Regions from separate parts of the Mus musculus genome. Here regions 2, 3 and 4 are each linked to region 1. A link is a contact called in public capture Hi-C and promoter capture Hi-C data. All regions are on one chromosome and are shown on one strand. The core of a region is the stretch at or near the end of the contact, and the rest is flanking DNA. Distances in the headings are between cores, read along the strand shown. Region 1 holds the start of Crybg1 (crystallin beta-gamma domain containing 1). Region 2 holds the start of Sobp (sine oculis binding protein). Region 3 has its middle 24 kb from the start of Gm40639. Region 4 holds the start of Cd24a (CD24a antigen).

What was found. Promoter capture Hi-C pulls out the DNA fragments that hold promoters and counts their contacts. Capture Hi-C pulls out chosen DNA fragments and counts their contacts.
Region 2: a contact with region 1 is called in a promoter capture Hi-C map of liver, with 4 times the contacts expected there. The contact joins the promoter of Sobp here to the promoter of Crybg1 in region 1. A contact is called at or near these places in 6 of 39 promoter capture datasets (the C10 cell line, the HPC-7 cell line, HPC-7-derived erythroid cells and 2 more) and 1 of 9 other capture datasets (embryonic stem cells).
Region 3: a contact with region 1 is called in a promoter capture Hi-C map of liver, with 2.2 times the contacts expected there. The contact joins the enhancer-like site here to the promoter of Crybg1 in region 1. A contact is called at or near these places in 4 of 39 promoter capture datasets (the 3T3-L1 cell line, embryonic stem cells, hippocampal neurons and 1 more), 1 of 115 datasets of contacts at active chromatin or transcription factors (astrocytes) and 2 of 9 other capture datasets (embryonic stem cells and liver).
Region 4: a capture Hi-C map of embryonic stem cells shows a contact between it and region 1, with 11 times the contacts expected there. The contact joins the promoter of Cd24a here to the promoter of Crybg1 in region 1. A contact is called at or near these places in 23 of 39 promoter capture datasets (the 3T3-L1 cell line, 3T3-L1-derived adipocytes, the HPC-7 cell line and 15 more), 3 of 15 datasets of contacts at CTCF or cohesin (the NIH/3T3 cell line, embryonic stem cells and large pre-B cells), 45 of 484 Hi-C or Micro-C datasets (the 3T3-L1 cell line, the AML12 cell line, the F1.1 cell line and 25 more), 24 of 115 datasets of contacts at active chromatin or transcription factors (the 230-238 cell line, the NIH/3T3 cell line, the SCID.adh cell line and 16 more) and 4 of 9 other capture datasets (adipose tissue, embryonic stem cells, liver and 1 more).

The regions. Positions count from the first base shown.
Region 1 is chr10:44,147,437-44,150,198 of GRCm38.p6, reverse strand. It overlaps Crybg1 (crystallin beta-gamma domain containing 1), which reads left to right and starts at 1,371. Exons shown (of 22, transcript NM_001368305.1): 1 at 1,371-1,606. The coding sequence starts at 1,440.
Region 2 is chr10:43,173,119-43,175,880 of GRCm38.p6, reverse strand. Sobp (sine oculis binding protein) reads left to right here and starts at 1,351. Exons shown (of 7, transcript NM_175407.3): 1 at 1,351-1,905. The coding sequence starts at 1,810. It overlaps 9030612E09Rik (RIKEN cDNA 9030612E09 gene), which reads right to left and starts at 1,182. Exons shown (of 1, transcript NR_102361.1): 1 at 1-1,182.
Region 3 is chr10:44,999,387-45,002,148 of GRCm38.p6, reverse strand. No RefSeq gene overlaps it. Among named protein-coding and RNA genes, the nearest start is that of Gm40639, 24 kb to the left of the region's middle. Within about 2 kb of position 1,403, at least 127 of the 459 cell types and tissues checked have an H3K27ac peak or open chromatin away from gene starts, as enhancers often do. A contact at or near this core is called in liver, where this site is marked.
Region 4 is chr10:43,577,821-43,580,582 of GRCm38.p6, reverse strand. It overlaps Cd24a (CD24a antigen), which reads right to left and starts at 1,414. Exons shown (of 2, transcript NM_009846.2): 1 at 1,261-1,414. The coding sequence starts at 1,329.

The sequences.
Region 1 (2,762 bases), core at 122-2,621:
ATGTCTGAGGACCACACCAGCTTTACTTATAATAACTCCAACATGAAAACAATCTATATGTCCACCCACAGTTGACTATGGGATAGTCATACCATGCAATAGGAGTACACATTTTTTAATGGCCAGAAGCAAGAATATAAATAATTTTCACACACTAATACCGAGTGGAGGTATTTTCTTTCCTTTTGTTGTTGTTTTGTTTCATTTTTGTTATGTTTTTTGGTTTGTTTTGGTTTTGGTTTATTGAGACAAGGTTTCTCTGTGTAGCTCTGGCTGTCCAGGAACTCACTCTGTAGACCACCAGGGTGGCCTGAAACTTACAGAGATCTGTCTGCCTCTGCCTCTCAAGTGCTGGAATAACAGGCATGTGTTCCTGGGCCCACCATGATTTGTATGCTTTAACCACAATGTAGTCTATATCTTGTAACAAACGTAAAGAAAATAATGGAATAATAATGCATGTTCTCTGGATGAGTAAGTGAAGGATTGAAATCATGAGCTGCATCTGCAAAGAAGCGAAGAAGAAGGCTTTGCAGCGTGGTGGCATTCCGTTTTAGAGCAGTGGTCTTAAGCCTCTTCGTATGTTAATGATGTCCAAAGGATTGTTACTGAACTTCCTTCGCTTAATACCACTGCCTTTGCATATTAGTGCTGCTTAAGTAAAGAAAGTTACTAGCAGTAAAAGATGTGACGCATACCTTATGGGTCTGACGTTCAATTCACTGTGAGGCGTATATTGAGCCCTTTCAGAACTGCAAAGCTTCGCTAATGTCCTTCTCCGTGTGGTTTTTAATCCCTTGATGCTTTACGGGATGCGAATCCAAACTAATTCTTCAGACTCTTGAGGAGAGTGGAGAAGTTGGCACTCCCGTGCTTACAAACAGCATCACAAACCGCCCAGCACGTGATTGCCCAAACCACCCAGAGTGAAGGAGTCCTAATTGCTGGGCGGCCTGGACAGGGGACGTGCCTCTCCCATCCTTCTCCAGATGGGGTTGGCTAAGCAGCCACTCACCCAGCCAGCCGGATTGCCAAGAGCTGCCAAGGAACTCCAGTGGGTGACCCACTGCAGCTGCACCCCTGCTATTACAGAAACCGGACCAGGCTCCGGTTGGGGGGGGGCAGTTCCCGACATGTCCGGTAGGGGGCGGCGCTGCGCCGCATCCGGGGGCGAGGGGCGGGATTGTGGTACCCGAGGCTCCCGAGACCTCTGCACCTGGCCGCGCGGGGGCACTGTGGAGCGACCCAGCCAGCTCCCGCCTCCCAGCCTTGCTTAGTCGCTGTCCTTTAACCCTCCACTGTCCCTCGCAGGGGCAAGGGGGCGGGGTCCGGCGCCGAGCGTGATAGGGCAGGCAAGCGAGCGCCCAGGTGAGTTCTTCCAGCACCGCTGGGCCCCGGGGAGGACTGAGTCTGAGCCCGCAGAAGAGGCACAAGAGGAGATGCCGTTGTCGCCACCATCGCAGGGCGACCCCAGGGAGGCCAGCCCGTCCAAGGCCCCCAAGAAACACCCCACCTTCCATATCTGGCGCTCCAAGAAGAAGCAGTCTCCATCGTCCAGCTGTGGGGTGTTTATCCCTCACCCGCCCGGGGCTTTCGGGGAGACCAGGTAAGCGCTGAGTGTTCCGATCCCCTCCTGCTCCGTGGCTCAGCCGGTTTTGCAAAGTTCGTCCCGCCCCGAAACTATACCACAGGGTCCAGGACCCTCAGCCTGTACTCTAGAGTCTCATTCATGGGACCTTAGTTTTGACTTTCTTAAGTCTGCACCTGCAGCTGAGAAAAGCAGGGCAGCCAAGGGTTGGAATCAAAAATGAATGCCTTTAGGAATGCCTTGGAGCTCTGGAAATACTCTAATTTTAGCGCCTTAATCGTAAAGTACCTCATGTTCATGGATATTAGTCTCCACTATTCTCACAGATCCAGAGGAGGAGGAAGTAGAGGGGCTAGCTGACTCTATTAAATGGATAGAGAAAAGGTGGCCTTGGGGTAAATGTCCCCCAGAGACTCAGTGAGTAGCCAAACCAGGGAGTACCTCGTTCTTAAAATATAAGGATTGCGACTGTACCTTAGTGACAGGGTGCTGGCCCAGCTTGTGACAGTCCCAAGGTTCACGTCTCAACACCAAAAGGAAAAAAACTTGGCTCCTGTTTTAAATTATACATAGATTGTGTGTGTGTGTGTGTGTGTGTGTGTGTTGGTTTTATTGTGCATGTGTAACTTTCAGTTATCCTATCAGAATTGATGGTTAGTTTCCTGTCTATCAAAATGTAATAACACACGACTCTTGGTATTTTATTCAAGAGAAAACAAACTGATACCAAAGTGACAAGTAGATTTTCCTTCTCGAACCTTTCTGTGTTTTAGGCCATCAGGAAACACTTCATTCTGTCCTTCAGAACTCCGAGGAACTCTGTGTTAACAAAAGCTCTGGAAACAAATGTACTTGCCAGCCCTTGGGATATTTTTCTAGTCTGGGCATCTTTACAAGCATTTCACTCCACCTGGGAGGAAGTTCTAGAAGTTCAAAGCAGACGGCCAGATGATCAGTGCAGCTTCCACTGCGCCCAGGTCCTAGCACAGACTTTATTGTTGTTGTTTTCATTATCACTTAGAGTCCCAGGTTTAGCCCAGACCCAACGGAACCTTCACCCTCATTCCACAGCCTTCCGGGCACTGGGAATTCAGGCTGTGTTGCCATCACAGCTTCCTTCCCCATCCCTCATCATCTCTAGAACATTCTTAATACCGAATATGCTATAAGTGCT
Region 2 (2,762 bases), core at 102-2,601, 970 kb after region 1:
AGGCAAGGCAACACTCAGAATGAACCCCACTTGATAGGCCGAACTGAGATTTTAATGAAAAGCTTACTCATACCCCCACACCGAATTCATTCTATCTCTTAAGGACTTAAAAATGTGTAATTTTAAATTCCACCACTGTCATAATGAACACTCCGTAATAACAAGCCGGGGAACAATGGACACCCCCATATCACATTGTGTCAGGTAATTACAAAGTGGAGCGGCGCGGGAAAGCTGAACTGGGAACGTCTAGGTGTCGTTCCTTTGCAGTGTGTGTAGGAGATTTTCAGAGCTGTGTGTTGTCTCTGGAGCCTCATCAAACGGTTCACGCTGATACCTCAACCCAAAAGACAGGGACAGGCGCAGCCGACCTTGGTCCAGGGCGTGGACAGAGGCGGCCCAAGAGGAAACACGTGAGCGCATGGAGGATGAGCTGGGCTTTGGAACCAGCAGATGCGAGTCTGGTGGAAGAGTGTGGAACCTGATGGAGAGGAGAGGGTCCTGTCGTGCGTGGCGAGGGCGTGGGGCTTCTGGGGGGAGGGATCCTGAGCGCACAACAGTACCCACTAAGCCCAACCCTTCCCATTAAGCACAGGGCACGGTGAGGGTGCAAGCCGGGTCACCGGGTAAAGATGCTACTTTGTAACAGAGCATAAGCTTGCGTTTGGGGCAGAGGGGGAAGGGAGACAGAAAGAGAAAGAAAATCAGGGAGCTGGAGGCTGAGTTGTCCTACTTCGAAGTCCTTCTCAGGAAGGCAAAAGCTTCCTGGCAAACAGTCTGACGGCGCGCTGTGCTGGAGACCCCTCTAAGCGACATTCAGCCTCCACACAGCCTGCCGTAGTCTTCGGAGCAGGACACTGGTGCCTGAGCGGTGGGTCCGGTCTGTGTTTCCCTCCGCTCCCGGGCGCTGCAACCCCGGAGCCGAGTTCTCGCTCTGCCTTCAGGTCCCTGCGCCCTTTCAGCGCTCCACCTCCACCCTTCACCCCGCTATGTTTTGCCTCAGCGGCCTCTAGGTCATCCTCAGAAGCCAACTCTGAGCCCACCGGAGCCCACGTCACGGAGCTCGGGAGCAGGAGGGGTCGTCGCGGGGAGGTGGCGGCTCCGAGTAGGGCCGGTGCCCGCCGCCCAGGAGCAGGCGGCCGCCAGCAGCCCCCGGAGCCGCGCAGCATCCGCGTCTACAACGACCGGGAAGCCACGCCCGCTCGCGAGCGGGGGGCTGGCCTTGTCCCCCCCACCCCCAGCCTCCCCTCCCTCGGACCCCTCCCCGCTCAGTCCCTCCCTCCGCCCGCGGCTCGGCTCGCGGGAGGCGCTGGGCGCCGGGGCTGGCGCGCTCTCCCGGGCGCACACACAGATCCACGCACGCACGCCCAGAGCAGCTGTCTCCGCCGTGGCCGGCGCTCCTCTCGCCCATGCGGACAGACAGAGCTCAGGAAGATGGCTGACGACTCCTTCGGGCCCCGAGGATGCAGCCCGGCGGCGGCGGGAGCGGGAGCGGCGGCGGCGGCACCGGCAGCGGCGGCAGCAGGAGCGGCGGCGGCGACGGTAGGAGCGGCGGCGGCGGCATCCCCGAGACTCCCCGGGCTACCCTTCCCCGTGACGGCCACTGACGGTCTCCGCCGCTAGAAGAGACCCCGCTCCTCCCTCGCCTGTTCCACCCCCACCCCCAGCCCCGGACCCGCTAGCACCGCTACCTCCGCCAGCGTTGCCACCATCAGCACCACCTCCACCTCCGCCACCGCCACCGCCACCACCACCACCGCCGGCGGCGGCAGCAGCCATTTCATCTCCACAGAAACCAGACACAAAAACATGGCAGAAATGGAGAAAGAAGGGAGACCTCCGGAAAATAAAAGAAGCCGGAAACCCGCTCACCCTGTGAAGAGGGAGATCAACGAGGAGATGAAGGTATTTTCGGACTCGGAGGCCGGGGAGACCGAGCTCTTTATTCCGTCCGCTCCCTTCGGGCTGTTGTGTAGGCTGCGGGGGGGGGGGGGGGGGACAGGGGCGCGCTTGTCAGTTTCTGCTGGGTCCCTGGGACGCCTCAGCTCCCCCTCCAGGTGCAAAACCGAGGCCAACTCATGGGCTGCATCTCCGAAGTCTGCCAACCTCAGATTTGATGGGGGCGAGGGGGGGGGGATACTATTTAACCTCACAAACCCTAGACTGGTACAGATGTTGCCGGGCGAGGGCACTGAACCCCAGTGGCGAGTGAGCATGGTGCAGTGGCTTTCCTGATGGTCGGTGTAGTATTTCTCCCTTTTTCGGAAATGAATCTCCGGACCCCTCCAAAGTTAAGAGCTGCCGGACCGGGGCACCCGGGATACCTGGATTCCACCCCTCTTCCCGGTCCATCCCCAGGCTCGGTGATCCCGCTTTGCTCCAACTCGCCGGCTGCGGCGGTGTAGCTGTCAGTGGCGGAGGCTTGGGCCGGAGCGGCGCGGGTCAGGGACGCTGCAGCCAGCGGGCTCGCCTCGCCGTCCCCGGCCGCTCCTCTCTGCTTCTGCCCCGGGTCTCCCGCTCGCCTCTGCACGCCTCACTTTCCAGTTAGCAGACCCGGCAAGCCCGGCTGAAAGCCAGCTGTCTGAGGGGCGGCCTCCGCTGCCGCCTGCCCATTGTTCGCGAAGGCCAGCCCCGAGTCCTCTCTGCGAGGCCGGGCGCCCTGCCAGGCCAGCGGTGCTCCAGAGGTGGCGAGCGCAGCCTCCTGGCGCTCCAGCTGTTCGCGTAGAAACCCAAGAACACGGCTCAGCCTGGACTCTTCTGTC
Region 3 (2,762 bases), core at 154-2,653, 850 kb before region 1:
CATGGCTTGATGACTCTGTGGGGCTTTTCTATGCAGTCTCTGAAGTCAGACCACTCTGAGGCACATCTATGACAATGTGGTTGGTTTTTGTCTATGTGCAGATTCCTGTGTAGTTGGATTTGTTTGTTTGTTTGTTTGTTTTTTATGGGATTCTTTGAGAATTCAGAAACACACACACACACACACACACACACACACACTATAGATCTTTCTTGTTAGGGAGTTCCACAAACACCCTGAAGCCTGCATGACAACCCCTGATGCACATTCTTATACTTTAATTAATGAACTCATCGTGGATTATTTCTTTAATAGCCTTTCCAGGCTGTCTGCATTTTATTGCCACTTTTTGTCAAAGGAAACATTATTTTAAAAACAATTGAGCAGAATGAGAGTTTTTGAAAGGATGGAAGAAGAAACAAAGAAACAAACTTAAAATCCCAGCAGCTCCTGAGATTCAGTCCCCTTAGAAAACAAACACACTCTCTAGCAAGTGAAATGAGTCAGCACACTCTGTCTATGCTAATTTAAGAAAGGAAAATAAATTCTGAGTTCAGAACAGTACACCCCACTTTTCTAGGCGTTTCTGTCTCATTCTTCATTGAAGTTCTGATCTCTCCTGCATGATGGCCTCCGGCCTGCTGGTCTACCTACAGCTAGCTCCTCTTATCACAACACAGCACATTCTTATCTCTTCTCAGTAAAAACTACCAACTGGGTAAAAATATTTCTAACTGAATTCTCATTTAACATGTGAAACCGGCTCTTTTTCCTCCAGCCTGTGCAGTTTTTTCTTTTTTCTTTTCGGTTACAGGATGTTGTCCCCTTTCTTTTAAAAAAGATCTTTGAGGCATATAAGTTCTGAACTCAGAATTTATTTTCCTTTCTCGAATTAGCTGTAGCTAGAGTGCACTGAGTCATTTCACATGCCAGAGAGTGTGTTTGCTTTCCTCGGCGCCAGGTTGCCCTTTAGCATGCAGAAAGTTAAGAAGAAGGCAGTTTCACAACCCTCCCCTCTTAGCACCTGTCTGCAGTCTCACACCTGAAAATCAGCCTTGTCCTAAAGTGCTCATATGCTGGCCGGAAGTCCAATGGTCACCTCCATTTAAATGGCCTCTCTTCAGGTGCAGTTTTCCAATCTCCCACTAGTTGGGGCTCTACACAAAGAAAAGAAAAGAAAAAAGGAAATAAAGGGGCTCCACAGAATTATTTACTAAGCAAACACTACGCAGGAAGACTTTATTTTCCGTGTTCTTGAAAATACGACTGGTCATTTTATTTTGGTTCTAACACATCGACCACAGGTTTGTTTTGGGTTTTGGTTTTTGTCCCCCCCTCTAACTGCCCCCCCCTCCGTGGGTCAGTTTTATTTGCTCTTCATACCTTGATTTGAAAAGTCTGAACCAAGGTTACTACTGCTTTTGACATCGTTTAGAGGCAGTCAGCTCTCTCAGTGCGTAGTTGCTCTAAACTAGGAACGTGGAAAGTGCATAGACTGAACATTTAGCACACAAACTACAGCTCCACCTTCTCAGTAAGATTATTCTCTGCTCTGCTCTTAAACCCGCAGCACCAAATGCAGCTGATATTTTCTCTCTGTCTCTGTCTGTCTCTCTATGTCCCCGTGGGGCCCCCTCCTCTCTCTCTCTCTGTTTAGTCAGGATGAAAGATCCCCGTGGATAGTCACAAATAATCAAGATCCTCCCGTGCGGTCCACTGGCGCTCAGTTTTAGCTTTGTTTGTCCGGTCTTTCTCCACCTCCCCGGAGATCCTTTGGCAAATCAGATAAACAATGCCTTTTTTGCTTAAGGCAGAAAGAACAGTTGAATACAATGGGAGGCCAGACTTGGCTGAAATGCTGGCTGCAGGTGCTCTCAGCATTGTGGTCATTTAAACCAGATGCTGGGGAGTCGAAGCACCTGCTTCCCCTCTCTGTGTACACTTGAGAGACTGTGCTCCTGCGTAGGACAGGTCAGCGCATGGCTAAAACGAGTGGTGCCCCACAGCAGCATCGTTCTGGTTCATAAGACAGTTGGTACTAGGAAGAGCTTCGTACAGAGCCTGTTTAATCCTCAAACATATGTAGTTTAATTCAATATTCTTCTCTCTCCATTTCCAGACATACCATCACTATTCTGTATACACAGACAGACAGACAGACAGACAGACAGACAGACAGACACACACACACACACACACACACACACACACACACACACACACCTCTGCAACAGAGTCTACTTAAAGTAGACACTCAGATACAACGTTATTTTTCTCTGGTTTATATTATCTAGCAGGAAAGACTGACTAGGAACAAGAGGGTGATGATTTTTATGGTTCTGATAAAAATGAGACAGATGCCGAAAGCCTTGCATAGCTCAGATTTTATGAACATCTCTACAGCCATCATAAATCTATGGACAATCCACAATGAACATTAAATTGTGTACCTTGAATGTTGAGCATTAAATAAGAGATCAGGGTGACACTGCTTGTGTGTGTGTGTGTGTGTGTGACTAGACTAGATTCAAAGCTATAAGAGACTAGTTTGGTATTTTTGTACTAAAATTATTCTAAAGCACAATATTGCAAATCTAAATATGAATACATTAACTTCAGGGATATGTGAAAGTATTCAGAGTGTTTGTGGTATAGCTGTATGAGTCAGGCCTTGCCCTGATGTTAATATTTTAATTTCAATTTAAATATTTCTTTTCATCATAAATTCATTTTGGAACAGAGTCAGTTCTTCACAGTGATGC
Region 4 (2,762 bases), core at 165-2,664, 570 kb after region 1:
AATATGCTAAGTTGTTTAAAACAGGGAGCCTGTCTTAGGGGTACCGGAAAGTAACCGCTCTTCATTTATACAAAGAGCTTTTAGTACAGCAGGTGACAAAAAAACTAAATAATAATAATAATGATGATGAAAAAGGAGCCCAATGTTCAGTCTGAGTCTAGAGGTCCTCTCTAACACCATCAACAAAATTTTACGTTAATTATTAAATTGGCATTAAACAGTTTTTCTCCACCAATCTCCCTTGATTTGTTTAACCAACACCTCCCTCTCAACATTTCGGGGGGGGGGGGCGCCCTGGGGAGAAGGGAATCTGAGTGAGACCAACCAGTTTCACGATGCCCAGCCCCTCCTAGATGGGGGATCGGGTGAACTGAGAAAGGCCCCGGGGCACAGTCAACCCGCAGCGAGAAGACAATGGGGTATAGTTACCCTGCCTGAGAAGGGGAAGACGAAGCGCGCCTCAAGCTCTTGGGCTGCTCTCCCAGGTGAGCCCGGACCCTGGATCTCTAGGGACCAAAAATCCGGCGCTCCCAACTTTTCAGGGGCAAAAAGCCCTAGGGACATCCCTAAGCGAACCAACCGCAGTGAAAAGCTACAGTCGGATTCTCTGAGTCCCGTCCCAGTCTCTCAGGCTCAGCTCCAGGTCTCATTCTGGGCGCGGCGCCTTCACCCTAACGCAGCTAGAGCAGCGCCACCCATGGCGTTGGGGGGCAAGATCTGTACCCGGGACAAATCTAAGAGAGGAAGCGTCTGTGGACTAGGACAAAGCCTGACGGAGAATCGGGACACTACAGTCCTGCCCTCCGTCTCTATAATGCCCGGGGATTCTAGGTTGGGATGGGGCTCCTAAGGTGGCCAGGGATGGAGGTGTGGGGTCGCACCGCGAGAGTTTGTGCAGTCGGGAGGTCCCTAACTAAGCTTCAAGACCTGTGGGAGATAAAGCCACAACCAGGGCTTCCTGGGTGATCTCCAAACCAGTTTGGACGGTGGAGGATGGGCGTGTGCCACGCTCCCCCGAAGGGGACCGTTCCCTCTCTTTGTGTGGTTCGCAGGGAGCGCGAAGACCTTCCGTGAGAAGGGAAGGGGGCGCTCTCTCGAGGGAATCCACACCACGAGTTCCCCAAGTCAGTTACACAAAATTCTCCCCCTACCCCAGTGCCTGGCCGGAGGCAAAGACTTTGCCCCTCCTACGCGCGCGCGAACACACACACACAAGCCCCAGGACGCGTCTCCAGTGCCCAATCGAGAACAGGGTCTCACCTGCGTGGGTAGGAGCAGTGCCAGAAGCAGCAACCCCAGCCCTAGCCTGGCCACCATCGCTCTGCCCATGTCCGCTCCGTCGGCGCGCGGCGCGACTCTCTAGATGTTCGGTAAGTGGAGATCTGCTAAGCTCGCGCGGGCGCAGGCAAGGTGGGGAGCGCGGCCGGCCGGCGGGACCTTATATACCGGGACAGCCACAATAGCCGTGACGTGCGGCGCCCGCCCACCCGTGCTCTCCTCCTCCCCCGCCGCCTCCCCGCCCCCACCCCCACCCTCCTGTGCGGCTCTCACGGCCCCTCCCCCGCCGCCTGCACCGGCCCGGGGTGACTTGGGATGTCCCGGGGCGGCCAGCGCGGCAGGTGGGCGGGCGCCCCGGGCTCTGGCACAGCTAGGGTTTCCCCGGGCAGGCTGCATGCACAGGCGCAGGCGACTCCCACACGGGACCTGGGGCGAGCACACGAACCACACACGCCGGCCGGCCCAAGTTTCCTTTGTTTCCCCGGCCCTGCCATCTTACCCCCCAACACGAAAAGTCGAAGCCGCGGGCGCCGCGCAGACTGCGCGGAGCTCAGGGCTGGTTTTTGTCAAGTGCCGGCTGCAAGGGGGAACGGGACAGGCTTGGCAGGTCCCCGGGCCGTGGTGCGCGGGGTTGGCGAGGAGGAGACCGGGCGTCGCCACGCACTGTCCCTTGGCGGCTGCACGGCAGGGATCGCCAGGATCCCGGGCCCCAGCCGTGAGTATGCTCGGCTGGGCGGCCGCCCCTGGCTGCTTGCTTTGTGTTTTGAGTTCCTCTAGTGCTGCATCAAGCATCGCGCACCCGGCCATACCCGGGAGCATCCAACCGGACCTAGGCAACAGCCAGCTGCGCTCGGCCACGGGGCGGGACATTGCGAGGGACTGGGTTTCGGTCCCAGTATTCTCCACGTTTCTGGGGACGTGCTTGTTCTGCCTCTGTGGCACAGTACTTGCTCAGCGTTCGAACGCTTTCTTATTCAAGCCATTTCCACCCATAGTTGCCTTTAAGTAATTTGACAAACCGATTCAGAAAGATTAGTCATCCGTCTGTACATTTTAGTGGAATCTTTCTTTCGACCTTCTTTTGTGAAAACTTCAAAGCAAACTTTAAAACAACTTAGTGGTAGAATATTTTCTAATCTTTAATCACAGGGTTTAGGACCTTCCTATTTAAAGTTTAGCCCACGTGTTTTACAGACCTTAAAGCAAAACAAAGCAAACCTAGCAACGGTGGAAATTTGTTTAAATTTCAATTTTTGCAGAACAGCCTCGTAAAAACAAAGTTTTATGGCAGCAAGCTGACAATGGACTCCACAGTCGTTGGTTTGTGGCTGCCTGAGCCTTACCAAGTCAGCCACAACCGCTCAGTAACTTTCCACGTGTGAGGTGTGCTTGGGCGCACAGGAATTTTTGTATAGCGCCAGTGAACTTTCTGTTTAACAGTTAGCACACTGTATAGAAAGGTCGTTCTGTGCCCAGCAACGGCG